2 separate regions of the Gossypium hirsutum genome follow, and region 1 is linked to region 2. A link is a contact called in public Hi-C data. All regions are on one chromosome and are shown on one strand. The core of a region is the stretch at or near the end of the contact, and the rest is flanking DNA. Distances in the headings are between cores, read along the strand shown. Region 1 holds the start of LOC107886855 (inositol hexakisphosphate and diphosphoinositol-pentakisphosphate kinase VIP2). Region 2 holds the start of LOC107887767.

Region 1 (5,042 bases), core at 341-2,840, 200 kb before region 2:
CACAGTTGCTCAGACTCAAACTATACCTTTCGAAGAAAAAACAAATGACAAGAAAATAAATCAATAGGAAGATAACAGCTAAAAGTGAAGATTTCAAATTTTTCAACATAAATGCAACCGTCTATTTACTGCTTTCAACTGGAAATTTAATTAGCAAATCTGTGGATCTCCTCCACCCCTTCTTTCTTCTTCCTTTCTTCTGTCTTCTAAGTTTAAAATAAAAATAAATAAATGATAACGACACCAACAATGCCAATTATAACCAAAAAAAAAATATCACAATGTAAATCTGAGACAAAGTGATTCACTAATTAACCAAAAATGTACCTTTCTATCGGATCTTCAAGAATAACCCTATCACCGAAATGGAGAATCTACAAGAAGAAAAAAAGAAAGACATTGCAAAGCAAGAAATCCATAAGAACAAAACAACAAAACATTTTTCTTGAAGTACATGCGTCCAGCACTCATATCTTATGCATATTCGGACATGGATGTAAGAAATATGGCCGTTGAAGTACCCTTCAACTGCATGGAAAAAAATTGAACATGCATGTGTTGAATACATATCATATCCAATACTTAAACCCAAGTCTGATTAACATAGGGTGCAATATAGCACACACTAACAAACTCCAGCATAGCATTCCAAACACTTAATTAGAGTTTTACCAAAAAATAAAATTTACATTTTTCATCAATGTAAATGAGCAAACCATGATTTATCCATTTATATTTCCCGTAAACTAATTCAAGTTACATCAAATTCAACTCATACATAAATAAAACAATTCTAATTCAGATTAATTTAAAGTTTAAAAGTTATATCTTATCTACCTCAAATTCGCCAAAAGCCTTAATCCTGTCCAAAATCTGTCTCATTGGAGCTGAAAAAGCCTGAAAAAAGGACAGGAAATGTTTTAAAAGCTTAAAATTTAAGCATTAACACATAGCAATAAATAATAAATTATATTACTATACAAAGTCATACGTCGTCCAATTATATTATATTTTTTATGAAAAAATTATAATTTCTTCATATATTTAGTAGAAAACTCGAGCGAACAAAAGAGACAAGGACCTCGCTTCCGCATTTCACCTTCTTTTCCATGACGCAAACGCCAACAATTATCTTCTTATATCCTCTTCCATCTCCTGCTCCTACCATCTCTGAGTCTTCCTTTTTCTCTTTATATCTCAAAAAAGAAAAGTAATCTCAGCGAACAAAAAAGAACACTGCGACGGAAAACTCTTCCGCTGCCAATCACCGCCAGAACGCAAATCGGAAACTTCCAGGTATATATATTCTCATACGTATAATATAAGATCAAGAAGAAGTAAAAAGATAAAATAAAATAAAACAGTAAAAACGGGAAAAAAAAAGAAGAAAAAACAGAGAAAGCGATTCAGCGAAGAATAAAGAAGGCAAGGCGTTGAGTAAGTCGCGCGAAATATCGGAGAGGAAAATGAGATGGAACGCTTTCAAAGCCGAACAAAAATGAAAAACTTCTATTTTTTGAATTAAAAATATATTTATAGATTCCTTTTAGTATTGAGGGTGGGGGTGTTTGGAGAGGAAAGATATTGGATTCCGGAATATTCAAATGGATGATGATTTTGCTTTGTGACAGGGACGTGCAAAGTTTGAGGGGTTTTTTTGGTAAATCTCTTACCCTTTAATTTCTAACTACATCTCCAACTTTAAACCTTATATCAATTAAACCTATTACTTTCACATTGATACATTATATGTATGTATGCATGTATACATGTATTTTTAATTATTTTAAGTACCACTTAACGGTGAAATGAAATGACTTAATCAATATAAACTTTAAAATTTGACAATGTGATTAAAATATTTTAAAGTTTGAGGATCAATTTAAAATATTATTTGTAGTTTGAAAATGTTTGGTTCAATTTTAAGGGCGAATTCGGGGGCTGGCAGGGGCCTAGGCCCCCTAAAATAAATTTTTTTATTTAGGTCTTTTAAATTTTTTAAAATTTTAAATTAGTAAAGGTAAAATTGTATTTTGTCCCCCCAATGATAAAATTTTGATTTAATCCTTTAAAAATTACAATTTAATTTCGACCCCTAAACAATTTTCTAGCTTCACCCCTGTACAATTTACTATTTTTCATAAGTTTAATAGAGTGTTTAATTTTGAATTTTCTTTAATATAAACAAATATATAATAAATTTGATATTTTTAATCATAACACAAAAATAAGTTGTTTTAGATTTATTAATTTCAACATCCATTATGTACTAATTTCAAGCTAATATAAAAATAATATAATACAAAAAAGTTTATATTTGGTAGATTCACATCTCTTTTATATATTTATTTTTTTAAAACTTGTAGGGAAAGTTTGAAACCACACATAAACTTTTATCAAATGTGTAATTAGTGATGACAATGGTGCAAGGTGAATTGTTGTCCACCTCGACCTCGACCCTAAGTTCTACTCTCGTCTCTCGACTCTAACTCAATCCCGACATTAGAAAAATAAACTTGCCCTAACCTCAACCCAAAATTTTATTAAAAGTCCGATTTCAACCCAACCTGATGGAAGTTTATTTCATTTTATTGCTTCAAATTAACCAATTCTTTGATTATAAAACACTTCACTCTAATATGTTGAATTCTTTTATCATGAAACAATGTCTTGATTGCTTACTTGATAATATAAATTATGTATATTAGTCACTTTGCTAAATCTGATTCAATTGGAGCTACTAGTTCAGGAAAAAAGAACAATAGTGCAGTAGGCAGTAGATGAATTTTATAGACGTTTAAAGCTATTTACTTGCCTACAATAGATTAGTTTATTCAATCAATGGCTCCATGTAAATAGCACAAGACAAATACTATTACATGGTCATATACGAATTTTGTATTTGGTTTTTTTCTACAGGTTTATGCCCCTTTCAAGCATCCAATGTCTAATTTCAACTATCATTACTTTAGTGTAATCACTAACAACCACTGCCAGAAATCAAGTAAGTACATAAATTTACAGCCCTTAAAATCATTTAGGGATTAAATCATAAATAAAAATAAAATGAGGAGTAATTTTGTAAATATCCCAGGGTAAGGCGGTCTAAACTCAATCTCGATCGAGAACTTTAAAAAAAGAGATAATGTCACATTTGGTATCTATACTTTCATAAAATGTCCATGTGATGCCTGTACTTTAAAAATGTCTAATGTAGTACTTGAACTATTAATTTGTGTATTATTTGGTACTTGTACTTTTATAAAATGTTTAATGTAGTACTTCTACTTTGAAAACATCCAATGTGGTACTTATACTTTGAAAATGTTTAATGTGGTACCCGAACTATCAATCTGTGTATTATTATGATATATGGAATTAACACCTTTAGTAAATGCTAAACCAACAAATGAAAATTCAACACATAATTTTTTTTCCAAATCATTAATTTCACATGAATAATAATATTATGAAAAATAAATAATAAAGCATAAAAAATGGAATTAAATTAAATTAAATTTAAAAAACAAATAATTAAATCTAAACCATATAAGTTTAACTTTAAAAAAACATCATTTTTTTAACTCAAGATTACTTAGATTTTGTTGTTTTCCAAAATTTATATAAACCAAAATTTCCCATTTATTGAGCTTGAATAGAAGTTTAAATATCTTGATCTCAAATATCATTTCATTTTTTTTCCATTTCACGTAATATTATGTTATTCATATGGAATTAATGATTTGAAAAAAATTCATGTGTCGAATTTTCATTAGTTGGCTTAGTATTTACTATGGGTGTTAAATTTAGATACCATAATAATACATAAATTGATAATTCAAGTACTACATTGAACATTCTCAAAGTATAAGTACCACATTAGACAATTTATGAAAGTACAAGTACTAAATAATACACAAATTGATAGTTCAGGTACCACATTGGACATTTTATGAAAGTACAAATACCAAATAATATACAAATTAATAGTTTAGGTATCACATTGAACATTTTATAAAAGTACAAGTAGCAAATGTGACATTACCCCTTTTAAAAACAAAAAACCATTCTACATTTTCAAAAAAAAAAAAATCCAACCCTATTGGATAGGATTGGGTTGAAACCAGTTAGTTTCGAGTTCTTTTTACCATCCTTATGTGCAATGTTATACACAAATTTTGATTTTATGCATTTTTTTACATTAAATATTAATTTGATTTAACTTTCACAAATCACTAACACAATTATTGATATAATACTAATTTACACTAACATGATGCATGCACAAATAATTGTATTTATTCAATATAAAAATAAATTAATGTATTTTATTTTTTTTAAAATGTATGTAATTGAATCAAAATTAGTGTTTCATGTATATATTTGAACAACCATCAAAGTTTCAAAAGTATAATTGCATCAAATCATAGTTCATGTATCAAATTGTATATTATATGAGAGTTTATGTATAGTTTTGATATTTATCCCAATTTTTTACTATATCCTATATACACTTGTCATCATCCCAACCCTACTTGTAGAATTTTTAAATTCTACTAGTAATGTACCAAATATTTTCCTATATAAAAACTGATAGAAGTATACTGATGTTTCAAATTTTATATAATACATATTATTAAAATATCAAAATTTTACTATAAAATTATAAAACTTAGATTGACGTGTGGACTAAAGTTTCAAATAAAACTATTTTAATTTAAGAGAGAAATTTACTTATACCGATGTAAAATTTAAGTGGTTTTATATCCTTTTATAATTTTTTTATACGATTAATATTTTAATAATATAACTGTTTCAAGATACTTGTACTTGTCATGCATGTAAATTTTTTTAATTGATTCAATATCTTTATCATATCGATCTAAAATATTATTTATATATATTTAATAGTTGAAAGTTTTTTTATATAAAACGAATAGTTAGAAATTTTTAATTTATGTCAAACTTGGCATGCATGATCTATATGAATGGAGCATGAAATATGACGGTTGGATTGTTAAAATATTAACGGGATAAAAAGT
Region 2 (5,347 bases), core at 28-2,527:
TGGAATGAGCTGACTTATACCTATAACAGGATGATATAAGACAATTCTGCAAAAAAAATCCGGTGTTTACTTCAAATAAATGAGGAAAATAACGATTTGAATGTTTCAAAATTCAATTTTAAACCGAAAAAATCAAAATTTAGGGGCAAAAAAGGATCTTTTTCGACGAAAATGCTCGTAGATCTCGAAGAGTTATTCGAAATAAAAAAATTCGTCTCAATCGAACAACCGAGCCAAAAGTTATGGCCTTTCAAAGTTTTCCAAGCTAAAAACACACTGTTCATGCCACGTCAGTAAATCGCGTCCTAGGGGGCGCGATTTCCTTCCACGTCAACAAGTCGCGCTGATGTGGACGCGATGTCTGACACGTACCCTGACATCGCGCTGACGTGGACGCGATTTCGCGGAAAATTGCCTATTCTGGTAAATAATCAAAAAGTCGGCCCATTTCGGTAATTTTTTTTAAAAAGGGCTTTTTTTGGTAAAATAGCCCCATAAATCTAGTATTTATTATAACCGATAAAATTAAAATTTGAAATAGGTAAACTACATCCAATGTCACTAAACTATTAGTAGGTTTATATTTCGGTCATTAAACTTTAAAAAGTTATAAAATGATCATTAAACTAGTTTGAAAGGTTTTATTTAAGTCACTGGACTATTAAGATCGTTACTATTAAAATAATTCACTGACCATTTTTGTAACTTTTTAAAGTTGAATAACCAAAACGTAAATATACTAATAATTTAGTGACCTTTGGTGCAGTTTATCCTTTTGAAATTTGGGTAATCCCTCCCAACCCTGTGCCTTCGCCTTGTTCAAATGGTTTTAGTGGCTTTGGAATAATCTATTCTGTTATTTTTTTGTATATAAGGGCCCAGTTTCGTCTGACCCAACAAAAATCAAACAAATAAATAAAAATAAAAATAAAGTCTATTTACAAAAAATAATGGCCCAAATATAAAAAAATTTTAAAAAATAAAACCCAAGCCCACAACTTAAACTTTTTCATTTTTTAAAATAAAATTCGATTTCAAAAAAGATTTCGACTATTTGAATTATTATTTAATTAATAAAATATTTTTATCTAAATTTAATTATTAAAAATAAATATTAAATACTTTAAATAATAAAACATGCTTTTAAATGTAATCGCACCCAAAATAGAATTAAAAATAAGTATAAATATATATATATATTCTATTCCTGGTTATGGCAGCCATGGACAGTACACTTTGCATATAAATGCCCTGAAGATAGCTACAAATTAGGAGTAATATATTAAAAAATCGCAAATAGATATATTTTTGGATATTATTGATCCCTACTTGATTTGACAACATTAACTTTTTTTATATATAACTGCCTATCTGTGTTCATTCCTTTGATCAGATCACCATCATCATCTTGTAATAAAAATCGATCATGGCTGTGACCATCAAGCGAGCGGCCCTTATCGTTGCCGGTCTTGGCGTCTTATCATTCATATTGGGAGTCATAGCCGAAAACAAAAAGCCAGAAGCTGGAACCCCAATTCCTGGTAAAGGTGTGGTTATATGCAAGTATCCAAGGGATCCCTCCCTGGCCCTGGGCTACCTATCGGTTGCATTTCTGATGCTATCGACTATCGCTGGCTATTGGTCTCTGTTTTACCCTTACAAAGGGAAATCTGTTCCACACTCTGTCCTCTTTCAAAGCGCCAGTTTCTTCGTCTTCTTCAACATTGCCTTGTAACCCACTGCTCTCTCTCTCCATCATCATTATTATTATGTGATTCAATGATTTCCTTAATTATGTATGGCAGGTTTACAAGTGGGGTAGCAGCCACACTGCTGTTGTGGCCAACGATCACGGAGCACCTTCACTTGATTCGCAATGTTCATCACAATCCCACCACCACATGCCCTACTGCTAAGACTGGACTCCTTGGTGGTGGTGCCTTTGTATCCCTGGATTCAGCCCTCTTCTGGTTACTTGCCCTTATGTTGGCTGATAATGCCCGACATGATCACTTTTATGATGTTGAAAAACACAGCAAAGCTCAGGTTCTCCCAGATGGCTGCTGATTACCATGTCAATAGGGGTGCTGTGTAATGTAGTTCATGCCTCATCAACACCCAGATATCTGTCCCCAACTATCTTTATCTTTATCTTTCTGTATATGGTTTACACTTTGTTCCTATTTCACAGTATTTCTTCAGAAAAAGAAAATTTAAATTTCACCTTCTTTTACATCTGAATCTTAAATTCTACACTTTGATCATGATAATTATTTATTATATTTGGATCATTCAGCATTATTGCCACTTAAATTAGTAAATAATATGAAAGACAGAACATAGCAAGTGTTAAATATTTTCGGTCAAAAATAATAAATTAATAATTAAAGTATTCTCTATATTATTTTTTAATTCATAAAATTTAATTTTTGATGATTACTCAACACTGGTTCTCTCCTTTTTAAATCTCATAAAAGAAAAATGGAAAACAAAATTCAATTGCTTTATTTAATTTATTTGATTAACTTTTTAAAAAGTGACGTGTGATGTGAAATTTAAGCCCTTCAAATCTTTTCCTTTATTTCGATATTATATCTCTTTTGTAAATAAATTGAAATTACCATACAAAACAGGGTAAATTAGAAAAAAGAAAATATCGGTTTTAAAATATATTTAGTAAAGTACATCATTTTATTTTTCAAATTTAGAGAAATAGACAGATTTTAGAGAGAGAAGTACAAAATACGCAGCTAACGTGTCGGAAAACACTTTCTGCAAAACACGTTTTCTTTTATTACATTAGATTTTTTAGTTAGATGTTTAAATGATAATGGTATTGCTCGAGTTATTGGTTCGATTCATCTCCTATTCACATCTGTATTTTTCTTTTCATCTTGTTTTAAATTTCTTTTAAATTTTTAATTAATAAGTATATTGTTTTCAAGTTTTTTAATTTGACTTTTTAATTAATAATCTTTTATTTATATAAATAAAATGATAAATACGTAATTATATAATAAAAATGCATATTATATATATCATTGTGTTAAAAATATTTTTAATTAATAACTCCTTATTTATATATATAATAAAAATTAATTTTAATTTTATTATATTAGAATTTATCATACCCACAATGTAGATGAAAAAACAATGATATTTGAAATATTTTATATATAAAAATAAAAATAATAATGATATTTGATTTTATAGTATTAGAAATCACTATACTGCAATGTAAGTGGAGAAAATAAATATTTAATATATAAACAATTATATATAAAGAAAAAATATATCAAAAAAATTAATTTAAAGTAAAATATATTTAACATAATAATAAATATAAAAAAATGTATAATTTCATTATATAATAACATATTTATTATTTCATTTACATAAATAAAAGATTATAAATTAAAAGATGAATTAAAAAAATTGAAAACAATATATTTATTAATTAAAAATTTAAAAAAGAAACAAGAAATAGAAAATATAGATGTGAGGAGGAGAGGAATCAAACCTAAGACTCAAAAACAAAGTCACTAATGTTTAACCATCTAACCAAAGAAACTCGTTTTGTAGAAAATGTTTTCTGGCATGTCAGCTTAAAACGCTTACTGTAGAAAACGTTTTATATTTCTCTCTTTAAAATCGATTTATTTTCCTAAATATGCTCGGAATTTGATATTGTATTACAAGTGAGTTTACATTTACAGTCCAAAAGTCCTTCAAATGTCCAATAGATCCATTCACATTAATTTTATAAATGATAATAATATCATTTATTTCCACAAATTTTGCTCAATTAATAATTTGATAGGTCTATTCACATATTTCAATAAGCACATTAAGGCATTGTATAATTTATTAAATGGATAATTAAAAAAGAATATTAATATTTTAAATAATCAAACCAACTTTTTATTTCGAGCTTATCAACACTCTTAACAATAGAAAAACAAAATAGTGGATAAGATTTGGATTTAAACTTAAAAAGCAATCAAAGTTATTGCAACTATAAATATTAATAAAAAGACGAAGAATATAATTTTTCTCTCATTAGCCTCCCTCTCTTCCTAGTTCAATTAAGTGTTTGTACATTAATTGCATTTTACTAATTCAATTAGGATTTTACTTCCCCTTCCTATAAATAGATGACACCATCAATATTGTTATTCTGCCTGAAAATAGTGAGAATTTATTTCTAAGTATAAATTCTATTTTTCGAGAATAGTAATTTTATCGGTTTCTATAAGAGAGAGATTAACTTTCTTACAAATTTAAAATTGTTCGAGCCCACAATTGAAGTAGTTCGTGATACGAGAATAGCGGAGAAGACCATTCGGTTGAAAGCCGGGAACGTCAAGGATTCGTCTTGCACAAAGCACAGGTACTTTTCGAGAAAAAAATTATTGCTATAAATATCACAAACCAGCTCGATTTTCAAATTTTATTTTTCACTTTGCAAGAAAATTGATTTCAAACCGACAAAATACAATCACTTTCATTGCACATTTGCAATTCTGTCTGTTGGATCTGGTGCCCTGAGTGTAGTATATTCGTTTGTAAACTTATAATTTTTTTGAACAGATTGAATAACAAAACAAATTCATTGATTACATTAATATACTTTGTATGATTGTCCTCATATGGTTTTTGCATGCAAAGCAAAATGGAAGCAAATGTTGCTCATTGATTTTCTAATGTTTAAACTAATACTAAGCGATATTACGTTGTCAGATCATAATATGGAAAGACAACTTATATTAGTAGACAAACCTAAACGTGTCCTTAGTTTAATTGGAAATGAGCAAACCAATTGAAATTGTCGTATATCAAGTCCAATTAGGGAGATACTTTGTCTTGGGCACCGAAGCAGATGACTCCTAGAAGATAAAGACATAGATGTAACTAACTGGACTGACAATACATTGGATTGGACCCAAGAAAATAGATCTTGAATCCGTTTATGAATTTATTCATTTGTGACGTTCATAGTGTGGCATACCTAAATCCTAAGTGGAAGATGGGTTATGTATGCATGACTCGTATACTTTGATGTAAGTAAAAACCTGAGTTCGAATAGATAATGAACTGAAAGCTGGTGCGATGGGTGCACAACTTCAATAGTTTGTAGTGTCATTCACATTTATAGTGGAATTCATAATCCGAAACATGGGTAAATGATATCATCTCATTGGCATTACATGGTTGATGAAAGTAAACGTGGTCATAGGTCATTTATCTTTGTGATGGATAACTTGATCACTATTTGATGTGATTGACATTTTAATGAAGAAAGATGTAATGATTACCATGAGATAAAATAGGATCATATTGGGAGAAC

What was found. Hi-C and Micro-C count contacts between places; a contact is called where the count stands out from the background.
Region 1: a Hi-C map of leaf shows a contact between it and region 2, with 2.8 times the contacts expected there. The contact joins the promoter of LOC107886855 here to the promoter of LOC107887767 in region 2. A contact is called at or near these places in 8 of 34 Hi-C or Micro-C datasets (callus, hypocotyl and leaf).

The regions. Positions count from the first base shown.
Region 1 is chrD04:8,510,489-8,515,530 of Gossypium_hirsutum_v2.1, reverse strand. LOC107886855 (inositol hexakisphosphate and diphosphoinositol-pentakisphosphate kinase VIP2) reads right to left here and starts at 1,590. Exons shown (of 30, transcript XM_016810941.2): 1 at 1,082-1,590; 2 at 838-897; 3 at 328-374. The coding sequence starts at 1,168.
Region 2 is chrD04:8,312,122-8,317,468 of Gossypium_hirsutum_v2.1, reverse strand. It overlaps LOC107887767, which reads left to right and starts at 1,277. Exons shown (of 2, transcript XM_016811996.2): 1 at 1,277-1,731; 2 at 1,806-2,233. The coding sequence starts at 1,427. The coding sequence ends at 2,067.